Linked DNA regions of Triticum aestivum: region 2 is linked to region 1. Evidence: chromatin contacts called from public Hi-C data. All regions are on one chromosome and are shown on one strand. The core of a region is the stretch at or near the end of the contact, and the rest is flanking DNA. Distances in the headings are between cores, read along the strand shown. Region 1 holds the start of LOC123181197 (remorin). Region 2 holds the start of LOC123181200 (DEAD-box ATP-dependent RNA helicase 12).

Region 1 (2,546 bases), core at 31-2,530:
GCTTGCCTCCTGACGGGGACACCAATAAGGGGCAAATAGAAGGTAGGCAAAGGCAAGAGTGGCGTCATACGTAAGGCGTTTCTGGTTGCTTGATGGATGATCTTCGGTCTCTCGACCTGTCCTCTTGGATTGGGAGATGCACGATGTCTTGTGTCAAGGTGTTCTTGTGAGGATTCACTTTGCGTAGTAGCAATGTTGGCGTTTGTGGATGTTGTGCATTCAGAGAGTTTGGCAGGGGCCGACTGTGCGGTTGTCGGGTTTTTTGTCATGTGAGTGGTTAATCCGTACTTCGTTTTTGTAGATTTTTTTTTAAATTAACTGGGCAATTCTCTTCTTCTTCTTTAAAAAAAAACTCAATTTCGGAAACGAAGTTGGGTCAGCGGACCATATGTCCAGCCGTGCATACGTTAGCATCGCAGCAGCTCGCCTATAACTGCTGAGACAATCAAATACCGCCGGGGCAAACTGAACTGCACGAGATCTTTACAGAAGTGGAAAAATCCAGCTAGCTTCGACACATGACATTTCGTTAAGATTAGTCCACTTAATGAGTAATGACGATGATGAAGGCATGATTATCTTTGTTGATGGATGATGAGCTAGGCAGCGAGAAGACTACACATCTCATCTTTCTGCCAAATCATTGCAGCTCCGTTCTGCCAGAGATGTACGTGGAGCCCTTTGCACAGCGTCCACGGAACACATCCGGACCATCTTTAAACTAATCGCCAGTAGTTTAATGGCGATAGAGATATATATAGATTCATCGTCCATAAATAAGACGGCGACAGATTAGGCCGACGCACGAAGGAATCCACCCTGATCCCCAGCGCCAGCGGTGCGAACGTGGGCACGTCTCTTGCCGGATAAACATATCTCCCGTCCGGGCAGCTAGCTCCCCTCCAAGTCGCTGTCCGTCCCCGTCGTCGTGCCCGCGACATCGCCGTCGCCGGCCAGAAAGAAACCATTTCGTGATCTCGAAGTTAAACTCCGCGACACGCCTCGTCCATTTCGCTGCCCATCCACGCACGAACACGACGCGCCGGCAGGTGTCATCTATCGGCCGTCGACTGCAAACCACCGCGCCTGTCGCGTGTCCATCTGCACTTGTGTTTGTATGTCTGAATGGGTCTCCAAAGTGCCTGCCAGCCACCACGAACGGCTTGGGCCGCCTCCCTGGCAAGCGTACGATATCCGGCCGTTTTGTGACCCGTGGTGGCCGACCTGTGAAAGATCAATCGTGCACGCGGGCAAGTGACGTCTGTTGTGAAAAACACAGCAGCCGGGACGTAAAAGAGCGAGAGAAGGCGCGCCACCTAATCTGGACCAATCAATCTGTACACTACATCCAGCCAACCTCGCCCGTTAAAGTGGTTGATCGATGTGCTGTGCTCTCCCCTCTCTCTTTTTTTAGGGTCTCCCCTCTCTCTTCCTGCGGCCGCTGCATATAGTACTCTTGCGTTGGCTTTAGTTTGCCAGCCACCACGTCCGACCAGCACAAACAAGACTGTACTCTGGGCTCCTCTGACTCCGTGTCTTGCTAAAATATCTTGATCGACTCGTTGCGAGGTTGATCAGATGGCGGAGGAAGCGAAGCAGGATGTGGCGCCACCCGCGCCGGAGCCGACCGAGGACGTCGCGGACGAGAAGGCGGCGGTTCCGTCGCCGGAGGAGTCTAAGGCCCTGGTTGTCGCCGAGAGTACGTTGATTGATGCATGTTGCATGGTTAGCGGCGGGCAACTACATGGTCAGGTCAGTGGTGCTAACCCTTTTCATGTTTCTTTCCTTCAGATGACGCCGAGAAGCCTGCAGCTACAGGGGGCTCACACGAACGAGGTACTGGGTCTTCCTCGTCCAAGTCGGAAATCAACCATACATCTGAGGCTCTGAGCAGTTGGTTAATTAAAAAAAAACTGATGTGCAACTCTGCCACTTCTTCAGATGCTCTGCTCACGAGGGTCGCGACCGAGAAGAGGATTTCGCTGATCAAGGCATGGGAGGAGAACGAGAAGGCCAAAGCCGAGAACAAGTGAGTCTCCCGTTCTCTAAATTTTCACGAGTAACCACCACCAATGATATTCACCGAGATGGCTCCATTTTTATCCGCATTCAGATTTTAACTTCCGTTGCACTCAGAATTCAGTGCTTCATCACCTCGTGTCTCTCATTTAAGCCCTCATTTTTTTTTACTTTCTCGTGTCACGCAGGGCCGTGAAGTTGCTGGCGGACATCACCTCGTGGGAGAACTCCAAGGCCGCGGAACTGGAAGCCGAGCTCAAGAAGATGCAAGTAAGTTTGAGCTCCCACTTACCATAGGCGACGCCATTAGTAGGACACAAGCTATTACTGATTGGCACGAAACGTTGTGGGGGCACCTACGTACATGCAGGAGCAGCTGGAGAAGAAGAAGGCGCGCTGCGTGGAGAAGCTCAAGAACAGCGCCGCGACGGTGCACAAAGAGGCGGAGGAGAAGCGTGCCGCGGCGGAAGTGCGGCGCGGCGAGGAGATCGTCGCGGCGGAGGAGGCCGCCGCCAAGTACCGCGCCA
Region 2 (2,546 bases), core at 14-2,513, 400 kb after region 1:
GCCAGTAAGGAGACTGAATGTTTCTACTGCAAACAGAAGGGTCACTGAAAGCGTAACTTCAAGAAGTACATGGCGGATAAGAAGAACGGTTTCTATGGTGAGAAGATATTTTATTTTGAATGATAAGATTGATATGATTGTTTCTATGAATGCTTCTAAACATGGATGTTAGGGATGTTTCTCTTGGTGGTAATAATGAGCAAGTGGATGTTTCTCTTGTTGGCTCCTGGTGATGTTACAGATGTTCTCTTGTTGCACTTGTTGAACGAAATAATGACCAAATGGATGTTAACTTTATTAATAAATAACCTTGCTAAATGCTAATAGGAACTTTGTTGGTACTTATCCTCAAAATAATTTTGGGAATTCTTATGGTAGCAAAAATGTACCTTCTGAATTAGAAAGTGTTATTTAATGACTTTATTGCCACTAAACAAGATTTTAACAATCTTGTTGGCATCCCTAAAAAAACAATCTACTTTGATCCATGATGTTGAAATACTTACTGTTAAAGCTTTGCCCAAAAATGACATGCATGAATCTCTTAAATTCATTCAAGCCGTTCTTGATAATAATGACATGATGGTTGTCATGCTTGGAGCTAGACGTGAGAGAGAACAACAAAAAAGAGAGGTTATGTAAACGTATGTATGAAATATAGCAAGACACGACATTTTAATAAAATCATACAAGTTACATACTCCCTCCGTCCAAATTAAGACAGACGGAGTATAAAACAACTTAATTTAACCTTACATCGTCTGAAAATTCTTTGAATTTAAGAGCCTCAAAGATTCTCATTATCTCATTGGGACGTTGATGTTAGGGCTTCTCGTCGTGGGGTGAGATTTCAATGTCCGGTGCTTCTGATCTATTCAAGGGATCAACAACGATGACTGTTGTTCGAAGGTGCTGGTCCTCAGGGCCACGTATACGAAGACTTGTTGACTGATATCGACAAGATCAAACCGGTTTCGATAGGGGACCGACGACAACGAAAGGTAGACGGCTCGTTTTGATGATAGTAGTGGTCTTCGGCGGTCTTGAAATCTTAATGTAATTTTTATTATGTTTAAATTGCCTTGTGCTTTCGATGAATTGAATCCTTTAAAAAAAATAAAGCCTCCAAGACTAAGTTCGAACATCAAGCCCAGGAGACAGTTTTCTGATTGAAAAATTCCGAGAAATGGATGCTAACCCCCCTCAGACTAAGCTCGTTTGATGCAGCACCCCCCTCAGACAGAAAAATATCCGCCTCCTCCCGAGGTCTACATTTCGAAACCGTGCGCTTCTGGATCGGATCCACCGCGTCCAAAGCCCAAAAGCGAAACCCACGCCCTCCGAAAGGGGCAAACCGTCGGAACCCTAGATCCGTCGCGCCTGGTCGCCCCCAGCTCCAAAACCCTAGATCCCGCCATGCACCACCCGAGGGCCCGGTACCCGCCCGGCTACGACTACGGCGGCGGCCGCGGCGGTAACGGCGGCGGCGGAGGCGGTGGAGGAGGTGGAGGAGGTGGCGGCGGGAACCAAAACTACTACGGCGGCCGAAACCCGCATCCCCAGCACCACGATTACCAGCAGCAGCAGCAGCAGCACGCGCAGAGGAGCTCGTTCCCGCAGCAGCAGCAGCAGCAGCACGCGCAGAGGAACTCGTTCTCGCAGCAACAGCAGCAGCAGCATCAGCAACAACAGCACCAGCAGTGGCTGCGGCGGGACCAGGCCGCGGCCCAGGAGTCAGGAGAGGGTGCGGCCAGGACGGTGGCGCGACTCGACGCGGTGGACACGAGGTACGGACCATTTACGCTGCTTATTGCCTTGCCGATTGATAGGGTTTGTGTCGCCCGGATGCGATTTTCTTGTGGTCGCGGAAGTGGGGTGGGGTTGGGGTGGGGGTGGTGGTGGGGGTGGGGTGGGGTGGGGGAAGAGGTGCTATTTCATGATTAGATCATGTCCTTGAGACAAGGCAGTGCTCTGCTTAAGTTGTATGGCTGCAAGAGGCTTAACTCTTCCTCTGTATACGCTGTTAACTGAATAAGCTGAATAAGCAACTACCCACTGGGTGTATGCAAGCTTATTTGCTCTATTACAACTGATTGCTTCCTGGTTGGATGCACTTTATTTATGCAAGTACGCTGTGTTTTCATCTTAGTTCACCATTGCTGGTGTTCCATACTTCTCTGCAGCATCGTATCGATTCATTTGTTTGTCATGCCGTATGGAACTAGCCTAGCAATGCTTTGCCTTAAAGGGAATTAGTTGACACCTTTATCTTCTTTTGTGTGTTCCAGCTCTCAAGATTGGAAGGCACAGTTGAATATTCCAGCTCCAGATACTCGTTTTAGGACAGAGGTGAGTACTAATGACATCATGGAATTTCACTCAGCAAGATTCGGCGTGAGGTGCTGAATGGCACCAATCTGCAGATGTCAGGTGTACTGATGTTCTTTCTATTCTGCAATATGTTTGGTGCTTTACTTAGGATGTTACTGCAACGAAAGGCAACGAGTTTGAAGATTATTTTTTGAAACGTGAGCTACTTATGGGAA

Evidence for each region. A called contact is a pair of places that touch in the nucleus more often than the background predicts.
Region 2: a Hi-C map of leaf shows a contact between it and region 1, with 3 times the contacts expected there. The contact joins the promoter of LOC123181200 here to the promoter of LOC123181197 in region 1. A contact is called at or near these places in 2 of 5 Hi-C or Micro-C datasets (both in leaf).

Annotation. Positions count from the first base shown.
Region 1 is chr1D:237,762,807-237,765,352 of IWGSC CS RefSeq v2.1, forward strand. It overlaps LOC123181197 (remorin), which reads left to right and starts at 1,281. Exons shown (of 4, transcript XM_044593452.1): 1 at 1,281-1,699; 2 at 1,792-2,029; 3 at 2,208-2,289; 4 at 2,390-2,546. The coding sequence starts at 1,579.
Region 2 is chr1D:238,165,609-238,168,154 of IWGSC CS RefSeq v2.1, forward strand. It overlaps LOC123181200 (DEAD-box ATP-dependent RNA helicase 12), which reads left to right and starts at 1,264. Exons shown (of 10, transcript XM_044593454.1): 1 at 1,264-1,787; 2 at 2,289-2,349; 3 at 2,480-2,546. The coding sequence starts at 1,417.